Regions from separate parts of the Mus musculus genome. Here region 1 is linked to region 2. The links are chromatin contacts, called in public Hi-C maps. All regions are on one chromosome and are shown on one strand. The core of a region is the stretch at or near the end of the contact, and the rest is flanking DNA. Distances in the headings are between cores, read along the strand shown.

What was found. Hi-C and Micro-C count contacts between places; a contact is called where the count stands out from the background.
Region 1: a Hi-C map of bone marrow-derived macrophages shows a contact between it and region 2, with 37 read pairs. The contact joins two enhancer-like sites. A contact is called at or near these places in 3 of 484 Hi-C or Micro-C datasets (bone marrow-derived macrophages, cortical neurons and nephron progenitors), 4 of 115 datasets of contacts at active chromatin or transcription factors (the HPC-7 cell line, acute myeloid leukemia, fibro-adipogenic progenitors and 1 more) and 3 of 9 other capture datasets (adipose tissue, liver and pancreatic islet).

What each region holds. Positions count from the first base shown.
Region 1 is chr14:74,905,124-74,910,807 of GRCm38.p6, reverse strand. The region is part of intron 1 of Lrch1 (leucine-rich repeats and calponin homology (CH) domain containing 1); the gene reads left to right. Among named protein-coding and RNA genes, the nearest start is that of Gm10847, 14 kb to the left of the region's middle. Within about 2 kb of position 2,332, at least 98 of the 459 cell types and tissues checked have an H3K27ac peak or open chromatin away from gene starts, as enhancers often do. A contact at or near this core is called in bone marrow-derived macrophages, where this site is marked.
Region 2 is chr14:74,794,454-74,800,041 of GRCm38.p6, reverse strand. It overlaps Lrch1 (leucine-rich repeats and calponin homology (CH) domain containing 1), which reads left to right. Exons shown (of 19, transcript NM_001252132.1): 14 at 3,951-4,004; 15 at 4,673-4,745. Among named protein-coding and RNA genes, the nearest start is that of Gm52135, 21 kb to the left of the region's middle. Within about 2 kb of position 2,496, at least 64 of the 459 cell types and tissues checked have an H3K27ac peak or open chromatin away from gene starts, as enhancers often do. A contact at or near this core is called in bone marrow-derived macrophages, where this site is marked.

The sequences.
Region 1 (5,684 bases), core at 1,083-3,582, 110 kb before region 2:
AGGCCGTGTTTTAAATATCTCAGGGCTTAGGACATGGCCAGGAGTAAAAAGCTGTTTATTAAAAAGCCTTCATGGCGAGTCATGGGATTTGATGCTTTTTTTTCCCCTTTCTCAGTGCTGGGATGAAGCAGAGAGCCTGGAGTGTACTTGGGAAGGGCTCCAGCTCCGAGCCACACCCCAGCCTGAGTCACTGGATTTTAGAGCTGGGGTAACCAAGGTGAATTCAGTTACTGTAGTAAGATATGGCCCTCAGATAAGGGAGAGGCCACACTGTGCCCCAGTTGTTCTGGGACTGGTTCAGGTGGTCACTGCTCTGTCGTCAGCCACTGTACTTTTGTAATTAATGCCTCGGTCTAGCTGCTGCCTGCTGCCTGCTGCCTCTGCTGGGTCGGGTGAGGAGCAAGGTGGAGGAGTATCAGTTCCAGGGAGACTCCCAACTTCTGTCAACTTCCTGCCCTCGAAATCCTGAGCTCACCCTGCTCTGATTTCATTATTATGGTTTTGATTATGTCCCCCCCCCCCCCACCATCCCAAATCAGAAAGTGGAAAAACACTGGATTGTTTTATGTGACTTGTCTTTTTGTGTTGATTACATCTCATGTCCTTTATAAAGCTAACTTTAAACTGCTAAGATATAAAGCAAAGGTGTCATTACCGATGAAGGAAACTTGGGACGAACTGTGCATGGAGAAGCGGCCCTTGTAGCGTTTGCCTTGTGACAGAAACGGGTTTTTTTTTTTTTTTTTTTTTTTGGTTTTTTGAGACAGGGTTTCTCTGTATAGCTCTGGCTGACCTGGAACTCACTTTATAGACCTGGCTGGCCTCGAACTCAGAAATCCGCCTGCCTCTGCCTCCCGAGTGCTGGGATTAAAGGTGTGTGCCACCACGCCCGGCCAGAAACAGTTTTAAATGCTCCAGGTATTTGGTTGACCCACTTAGGGGTCATGAGGTGATGCCCGTTATTATCCTCATTGAAGCACAGAAGGGTTAATGACGTGCCCGATGTCACACAGCCCATAAGAGGCAGAGCTGGGATTTAAGTACAAGCAGTCTGATTCTAGAAAACAGATGAAGATAGTCACTGTGTCTTTTCATTTCTTACCTATTTCTTACCTGCGTGTGTGCATGTGCAGTGTGTGGAGATCAGAGGCTAGTTAGTCCCTAGGAGTTGTCTACTGCTTGTTTTTGTGTGTGTGTGTTTCCTGTCAGGATTCCTCACTTGCCCAGGGCCTGTCCATTAGGCGGGCTGGTCAGGTCATGGAGTCTCAGGAGTCCATTGCCTTTGTCACCCCAATACATACTGAACCACCAAACCTGGCTTCTCACAGGGGTGCTGAAACCCCTACCTCCCTACTCCTGCTGCGAGTAACCGTGTTTCTGACGTGCATCCTCAGTAACAGGGTACCCCGTCACACTGAGTACATGCTCAGTCATGGGGTACCTTGCTTGGCAGCTCTACCCCATGGCCTGATTCTCCTACCGTCCCCACACTGCTGTACCAAGTCGGGCAGGAGAGTGGTGAAAACCATTATGTTCAAGTGAGGATTTTTCACTCTGGACCGGAGATGCACCTCAGCTAGCCTCACGGTGCTTGCCCAGGTTTATCACTGACATCTGTTCCCTGTGTGTATCCAGCTGGGGCCGAAGCCACGTCTGCTCTTCTAGCTTCCTCCTGCCTATAAAGGGTAATCTTAGGCTTGGTTTGTCTTTGATGGTGACTGCAGAGGAAGATGGGTTCTAGCTACGACTTAGTGTGAACCTGCCTGTCATGATCCTGTATTTCTGGAGCCTTTGCACCTGACAGGAATAGGCCCAAGGAATCTTACAGGTCAGGCAAAGCCCCAGGCTCAAAATCCTACCAAGCCTGGAAAAAAATTCTTTGTTGGTGACTGGTTCAGAGTGAAATCAGCCCCTTGCAATCTAGTTTTTTCTTTGACTAGCCAGCGTAGGCATGAGATGTTGAACTTGGGAAATCCATTAAGAATGATAGATCTAGCTGGGTGTGGTGGCTTACCCTTGTAATGCCAGCATTTGGGAGGCCGAGGCAGGACAATTACTGTGAGTCTGAGGCTCTATCTCAGAAAACCAAATGAGAAAAGACTGGTAAATATAGTTTAGGGATAAACATGTGAATTATAGCATCAGCTAAGGCTTAAAAGCTTTTCATTGTGATATCAAAAAGCCTTTCACAGGGACCTCCCCCCCCCCCCCCCCCCCACACACACACATGCTTTGAGAGTTGAAAGCAGAAGTTTTCACAGGCAGTGCCTCCTATTTTAGCTTCACAGAAAGGAGAAGGAGCTTGGTACAGTGGGGGAGGAAGGCGACAGGATCAGGGTAGGATGTGGCTCCGTGGTGGGGCAGGTGCCTGGCCTGTGTGTTTGAGACCAGAGCCAACCCCCAGTCTACAAAAAAATCAAAGTCAAAAGTTTCTTCCGGGCTGGTGAGATGGCTCAGTGGCTAAGAGCACCCGACTGCTCTTCCGAAGGTCCAGAGTTCAAATCCCAGCAACCACATGGTGGCTCATAACCATCTGAAACAAGATCTGACGCCCTCTTCTGGAGTGTCTGAAGACAGCTACTGTGTACTTACATATAATAATAAATAAATCTTTAAAAAAAAAAAAAAAAAAAGTTTCTTCCATGGTCCAAGTGTGGAGGCCTGAACTCCTTATACAGCATGGAAGAGAATCACTTTAATGAGCTGCAAGGCCCTGGTCCCCTGGCCCCGAGCATTCTGGATCGTAAGCAGGTGTCTCATTCTGATTGTAAATCCATGTGTATTTGTCTTTTCCAGGGAATTAAAAAAAAAAAGTCATTTGTTATTTTGCAAGGATGGCGTGATGGTGACAGTATGCCTGCCATCTGCTTCGGCTGCTATGATGTAAGACACTTCGATATTAACCCGAAATAGCAAATTGGAGCAGACCAGGCACTTTAAAATCTTGAGTTTTATCTGAAGTGTGAATATGGAACGGATACAGAAATCTTGGAACAGAGACTCCTTTGTTGCGATGTGGGAGAATATCCATGAATTTTAATGGAAGATGTGAATAGACAAAGGAGATGATTTTTGAAGAAGCTGGAGGCTTCCTTCTGGAGGCGGAGGAGACCCTCCTGGGTAGAGGTGGCCTGTGTTTGGATCAAAGTCAGGCCGGCCTTAGACACCGGAAGTCGCAGCTGCTAGGGCCCGAGTCTCTGGCCCTTTGTTCAGACCTTCTCCTGATGAATTTTGGAGAGAAGGGGGGAGTTCCCATCATTCCTAAGTATCTGGCTCTGGACGCTGTGTGGATAAAACTCAGGGAAGCTGATCACATGATCATAGGTCGCTGCTGATAGGTTTGAATAGATTTTATATTTATTGCTATACTTGGAAGGTCTAAGAGAGTCCAGTCAGTCAGTAACATTAGGGTTAGGATTGGTCCTGTTCATGCAAAGTTGTGCTTCTGTGAGTGTGTGTACATGTTAAAATTTGTTACCCCAAAGCAATATTTAAGGTGCTTTCTTGGGTGTTGGTGGTCCATGGATGTGTCTGATACCCAAACATGCTAGTAGTTCAGGATGCTTGTGCCAGGTGAGGCTGGACAAGGCTACACTTTTCTTGATGTTTCCTCAAACTGTTAGTGTTTCTGTGGCAGTCTACTTAACCCCAGGCTGTTTTGGATTTTCATGTTTCTGTTGGTGATTTCTATTTAGAATGTTCTCAGTTGTAGGGCTGGTATGTGTTTAGTGTTCCTAAGGATGGGCTGTGATGTGTCTTAGGAAGAAATATCTGTATGTTAGAAAGCCACTGTTGCCTGTGACTAATGCTTATAAGGTAGCCATATACTAAAAGGTTTCTTTTAAAAACTAGAAACATAAATAACAAAGTTACGTGTTGATCGTTTGAGCAAAGTATGTTGGGAACCTGTAGGAACCTGCCTCTGAACATCTGGCAGGATTAAAGGCAGGTAAATGCTAATGGGGTGATCAAAGCCATCTTGTACCTTAGGACAATCACCTTGATCAGTGAGGGGCCCTTTGAGAAACCCTTTGCTCCTTTCTAGTCCTCCAAAGTGTGTGAGAGGCCTGTTGGGTTCTGAAGGGTCTTGAACCCGTGTTTACTGTTGGTGTGCATCTTTGCAAGTGTGGGTATGTGGACCAGAACCACACACCAGCAGTAGAACTCAGGTGAAAAGAAATCCGTGCGCAGCGCATTCTTCCCTCAGAAGTCCCGCTGTTCCTTCATTTGATACCAGTGGGCTCTGTGGATCCATGTAGAACCGTGTAGATCCCAGTAGCTTTTCACTGGCTTCCTGAGCTGGTGCCCTGGCAGCATACAGTCGGTGTTAAAAACAGGCTCCATGGGAACCTACTGTATGTGGCAAGAGTGGCTTTTACGTCTATAGAAGGCTTTGCATTTCAATGTATATTATTCTGTAGGTTCAACAAAAAGTATTTAATTTTTAAAAAGCTCATGTGTGTATGTATGTGTGTGTGGTGTTATCTACTTTTCTGTATTTTGTATAACTTTTATTTTGTCACTTACAAGAAAAAAGGATTGAAGGAAGTGATAGAACAAAACAGGCTCTGTTTAGGGAAGTGTTTTTTTGAGGTCATTTGGCTAGACAGTGAATGAAAGAGGCAGAATTTCCGGTATGGGCTTTTGGTAGGGGAACTGAAGTCCGCCACAAGGCCTGGGTTCAGTGTTTACAGAGTCATTGTAAAGTGACTCTGACTTACAGAATAATGGGTAATATTCAACAATACATGAAACTTTAGAAAATCTCTGTGTGTGTGTGTGTGTGTGTCCACATCTGTCTGTCCGTGTTCACCTGCCTGTTTTATCATCATTCTGTCCTGCTGTCTGTGGTGTCTGTCTGTGGTGTTTAGGCCTGGTGTGTTTATGTATTTAATTGTGGTAAGATACACATAATATTTAGTCTTTCAATTAGGTTCACAGTTCAGCACTGTTTAGTGCATTCAATAATGATAAATGATGGGGCTTCTAGAATTCTTACTGTCTGGCAACCCTGAAACTCTGTCTGTGTCCAGTAAACAGTACCCCTGTCTCTCTTTATCCCAGTCTCTTGAAATTGCTGTCTTGCTTTGCCTTGTTATGCATTTGATGACTCCAAATAAGTCACATAAGCCACACACATGGCATTTATGGTTCTGCTTTTTGGTGACTGGCTTATTTAATTTGGCACAGTGTGAGAAAGCCGGGCATCATGGCACGCACTTGTTAGAGCTGTAGGACTTGGTGTTCAGCCAGCCTAGCCTAACCAAGGAGGCCCTGGTCCCAGGTAGAGAACCTATCTCAAACCAAAGTGGAGGGGACCCTGTACACACACACACACACACACACACACACACACACACACACACACACACACACACAGAGGATGTAGGTGGGGAATCCTGTTCTGTTTTCCCACACTAAGACCATGCCTGTGCGATGATGATTCTTGTTCTTTAGAAATAAGAGTTTGTTTCCTTGTCTGCCTGGGCTTTTGGTCATAGTAGCATAAGCAGTGTTATTTCTAAGCATCTTTATGTTTGGTAACTGTATTCTCAACCTGCCTCTTCCTCTTTCTCTTTTTTCCTCCCTATGAACATCTGGGCTTGAGATGTTTCGTGTTTTATAATGGTTTTCTCAGATAGTTGCCCGGCTTCCAGCTGGAAGGAGCAGCCAAGCTGAGGTCA
Region 2 (5,588 bases), core at 1,247-3,746:
TCCGTTTTCCTCCACATCTACCATTTTTGAAATAGCTGACAGTGTAGACACCACTTCCCTTACTGCTCTGCATTTCAGTTACATTGTGTACAAATAGGGATCCATCTTCTGTAGATACATTTCAGGATTCCGCTTCCTTAGTGTCTGCTGATAAGCTCTTGTCCCAGCCGTCCATAGGTCTGTTGATCTAAAACAGTTCTCTGAATTTTCCTGTCCCTTTGATGTGGGCATCAGGCTAGCATCAGGCATTACATTTGGTTACAGAGTCTCTCTGGTCTCTTTGCCGGCTCCTTTGCTTTGCAGCGTTTCTGAGGATAGTGATGCGATGACAGTGAAGTTGTAGAGAATGTGGGCCTTTTTTGGTGTGTGTGTTTTGAAATAGTATCTCATGTAGCCCAGGCTGCTCTAGAACTCTGTGTGGCTCAGGAGATAACCTGGAACACCTAACCATCTTCCTTATACCTCCCAAATTCTGGGATTATAGGCATGTGCCACCAGAGCCCTTGCCAGGCCTTTTCTTTTGGAGACAGGGTCTAATGTAGCCCAGGCTGGCCTCAAACTTGCTGTATAGCAGGTGGCTATCGTGAGCTTCTGTCTATCCGGCCTCTGCCTCTAGAGGGTAGGGATTATAGGTGTGCTTTACCACATCCAGTTTATGTGGTGCTGGAGATAGAACCCAGGACATTGTGTGTGCTGGATCTACCGACTGAGCGGATTTCCAGCACCTAGCCCTTCCCTTGTCTTGGGGGATATTCTTCCTTTAGTGTTTGTCTGATGTTTCCTCTTGATTGAGGGTCTGCATTCTTATTTTGGATATTGCCTTGGTGCTGTTGCGTGCTCTTCCCGGGCTCTCAGATTTGGAGGCTTGCTGTGTCCTTCTTGCCCCCATTGCTTGTATTTAGTTGAAACACTCCATTGTTATATCACCCCATTTTATTACTGTATTATGGTTATTTCATTGTTCCCGCATGACCAGTGAGAAGTCTATGAAGAGATGTTTTAGCTCCTGATGACTATCCTGCTGAATGACTTCAGGGTGAGGAGGACACAAGATTAAAAAATCCAGGGCACAGTTCAAACATTGTGTCTCTGTTTACAAGTGCTTATTCCTAACAGAAAAAGAAGCCTTGCTGGGTGCCAGGTTTTGTGCTTCATGTTTTATAGGCCTTATCAACACAAGCCCTTTTTGATTTATAATGGGTTTCTGGTTCCTCTCATGTATTGCTGTTAAAAACATTAATGCAAAAATGCATTTAATCTACCTACCATAGTGAGCACTGTTGCTTTGCCTAGCCTACCCTAATGGGTTCGGAGCGTTTATAATAGCTTGCAGCGAGGGAAAATCATTTAAAATGCCTGCTGTATAGTAGTAATCTAAAGTAATTTATTGAATGTTTTGCTAAAAGCCTTCAGTAAGTGGCATGGCAGCATACACCTGGAACAGCAGGAGGCGGAATTAGGAGGATCAGGAGTTCAGTGGGAGCTTTGGTTACAAGACAAGTTTGAGGCAGGTCAGGGTTGTGTGAGACTCTTTTTACACCAGAGTAAAGCAGACCTTTTCCAAGTCAAACCTTCATGAAATCAGGACTTTGTATTTCCATCTCCTCAGTAAGTATGCTCTGGGTGTCGCTGTGTGTCACTGAGGAAGCCTTGAGGACCACAAAGGTCGTTCTCTTAGCAGCGTATATTCCTGATGGCTGTTAGGAAATATAGGAGTTAACGTGACCTGTTCATGGATGCAGGACATGATGCTCACGGTTGAGACTGGCTGACTCGTTACCATGGTAATGGATAGGCCGGCTATTCCATCACACTAGATTGCCTTCTTTGTATTCAGTTTGTCACACTCCAAACCTTAGCGACAGCTGATGGCGTGGAACCTCTCCTTAAAAGCTTTGTCTTAGCGGAAGGCAAGAAGCCAATACACTTATGAGTTCATGAGCAACGCTTCCAGGAGTGTGGAAGGCGTTTGGAAAGGCTAGAAGAGGATGGGTATGTATCTACATATAGACTGAGCCTAGTTCACAATTCAGTCTGCATCTAATTTTCATTGGGATCCCTGCCCAAGCCAGGTGCTCAAGCCCGCCCCCTGGAAGCAGTAGCTGCACTCACTTCAACCTCCTATTCTGCCCAGGCCGAGGCAGGGGCAGCCTGTGTGGCTGGGGATGGTGTAATTCTGCCATTGAGGCCGGAGGATTCCAGTTTCAGGGTGAACCTGGACTGCCTAGTGAGACCCTGTGGAGAAACAGCACTTACTTGTTTCCAAGATTGCCAGAGCACAAGGAAGGAAACGAAGCTTCTAGGGGTCAGAGGTTCCCGAACTCCTCTCCGTTCAGCTGCCGGTGCTCTCTGTCAGGTTACAGTGCTGTAAGCTTGTCTCCCTTTGCTTTGGTGAGTAACCATGCTTGCGTAAGGCATTCTTGTCTACCCTCTCAAGGGAGCTTTGGACCCATGACAGGCTTTCAAAAGGAAGGGATGGACAGCCAGCCTGATGCAAAAAGGAAGTCATGTGATGAAGGAAAAGGAAATAAGTTGTGGCTTCTCTAGGTCCCTGGTCTCACTTGTTATTTGGTCACACATCGACACACCCTTTCTCCAGACCGACAGTTGGTTGCCTACTTGTGCAGGGTGTGGCTTTTTTTTTGTTGTGGAGGACGGATCGTGAGACCCATAAAGTAGCAAAATGGTTGAGTGAACAGAAGATGTTGGTACTGGTAACATTTCTAGTGGGTTGCCATCCTGAGTTGTTTGCTGTGTTCTTCCGGAAAGGATAGAGTGTATAACAAGGCATGAGGACAGCTTAGTTTGTGGACCTGCAAGGGAGCACGGGTAGCCCGGGAAGATTGAGCACAGTGTGTTACCACCACTGAGAGGGGAGGCAGAGGTTGTAGAGGGTCTGCCTGCATGTCATGTGACCTGCCTTAAACATAGTTTAGAAGACTGGCCACATGAAGTTATGTACCATAGGTGTCCACAAGGTGAGAACGCACCTCCCTTGCTTGTAAATAGTACTGAGGAGAGGAGTTTGTGAGGACAATGGGGAGAGTTGGTAGAAGTCTAGTTGGCTCTCCTAAGAAGGCCCTTTAATTGAGTAGGGACATGAATGACATTTTATTCTACATGCATTTCCCTTGGGTTCATTTTAAATAGCACTCCTCCACACAATGGGCACCTTAGATTTACACTTTTATGGTGGCATATATGCAGGTGTTTATTAGCTATCCCCAAACTTTTTATTTTTATTTTGTTTTATTTTTTGTTTGTTTTTTGAGACAGGGTTTCTCTGTATAGTCCTGGCTGTTCTGGAACTCACTTTGTAGACCAGGCTGGCCTTGAACTCAGAAATCCACCTGCCTCTGCCTCCCAAGTGCTGGGATTAAAGGCGGACGCCACCACACCCAGCTCTTTTTTTTTTTTGCAAATTTTTTATTTATTAGAGTGTATATGTTAAGTCATGCTTGGTTCCTTAACAGCTCTCTTAACCAGTGACTGCCAAAGCAGACTGATAATAAACAGGTCACGTGAATGAGGTTTTTCAAGGTTGCTCAGGGTTCAAGCGTGTGTACCTACTGAAAATTTCTGTATATTTTGGAACTACTAGTTTGGACCATTTCTAAAAACCCATAATTCAAATAGAGAAAGGAGCCAGGAGACAGTTTGGTTACTTGGCCAGGTAAGATGCGCTCATAGCTACTGGGGAAAGATCCCTGTTTGGGGGCTCTCATGTTAATCTGTGCTAGTCTTTAGATTTTTCTCAATGGATACAAGCTGCGTAGTTTTAGAAAATAGAAGGATGACCTTCTTAGCTACTTAACCATGAATTAATTCAACATTTGCTAGTTAGTGTGTGCTTCTGGGCCAGGGCTATGGCAGCAATAAAAAAAAGATGTAGTCCTTGCCTCCTCTTTCTCCAAATCTAATGGAACGTATACATTTCTCTCTCCCTTAAGGTGCAAAATGATCTAATGTTACAGAGTAATGGAAGCCAGTATTCTCCCAATGAGGTAAGCTTCCTGAGGGTTAATGGCAGCTGAGGTATTCCATGGAGACCAAACTGAACCATTGGTCCCAGAGTTGGATAGTCTGACTCCGGGATTAAAGAGTTAATGGGACTGTCTCTGGGGTCTCTCGATAGTTGTCACTCACTGTCACAAAATCACTTGGCTCTATACATCACTAAAGATTAATTCTGTGAGAAATGGCCTTTGAGATCTAGGGGTGGGATGTCTTTATGGAAAACGGCAGATGATCATTCAGATGACATTTCCTCAGTTGCTACCCAAGATGGTTCGATGCGCAGTTTCTGCGTGATGAGCTGCATGCTCAGTGTTAGCCGTGTGTCTCCGTGTTACAGAGGCTCCGTTAGACGTGCTCTTTGGCGTGCCTGCCCGTCTGCAGTCAGATGTGTCCAATGAGAGGCAGATCACGGCTTTGTGTCACTGCAAGATGATTTTGTAGTGAGCAAATAAAGACTTCAATGCAACAACAAAAAGAATACCGGAAAACATTCTATTGACCACCTCTTAGAGTATTTACAAAATGTCTTTTTTAAAAAGCCAAGCTGTCATCCATCACAAGGCAGCCATAGCAAAAGCAGAGTCATTTTATAACAATCACTAACCATACAAGTCCATCTGCTTCTTCATTTCCCAATTGTTTTCTCACCCCACAGATACGAGAGAACTCCCCTTCAGTGTCTCCTACTGCAAACATCACAGCTCCGTTTGGCCTGAAGCCTCGTTCAGGTACGTTGACCTCAGTAACTAAAGTAACTAAAATGATTTCTCTTTGGCCTTTCAAACTTATTCGTGAGTAATATGAGCTTTGCCAGTTCTAGTCGGCTGGGGTCCTGGCATCAGAATAGCAGCAGCTTGGTGAGGTCGGGTGATAACGTTATGCTATTGTGAGGTCTGTGCTTCCAGGACTGGGCAGCTCGCCCTCTTCTGAATCACAGCAAAGAAAAGTGGCAAAGGGCAATGTAAGTAGGGAAGGAATACTCCCTTCCAGCTTTTAACCCGTGGGAATAAACCGGCTCCGCTTTACCCCAAAGGTTCCTGGTGCCCTGAGGAGGTACAGGGCAGCCTGCAGGCAGAGTCCTCCCCAAGACGACCCCAGTTGCTTTCCAGGCATGGTAAGGGCTCTGCATTGACTCACACAAGAGGGTGAGCACTTTAAGGCTTGTATGAGTGGTTAGGAGTCGGGGAAACTTCTTAGAAAGGAAAACACCTTACTTTTTGACCTACTTGGTTGTAGTTTGTGTTACCATATTGACAAAGTTAATGTTAGCAAAGTGCAAAGTTACTTTTAATTTTTTAAAAAAGGGCCCCAGGTAGAAAAATACATTTCTTTCCACATTTCCAGTTTTGGTGCTAAATGCCTTCTTTTGGGACCTTGTTTGTTTGTGCTTTTTTGTTCCTCTCAGACTTACTATATTTACCACGAATGCTTTTAAATAGTTCTTACAAGGGCCCTGGACACACACAAGCACACCTGGTAGAAAACACAGGTGATCTTGGATTTGAGGCAAAGCATTTTGACAACAGTATGAGCGTTACCCATTTCTGGCTTGAATAAACATCGCTAGGGGA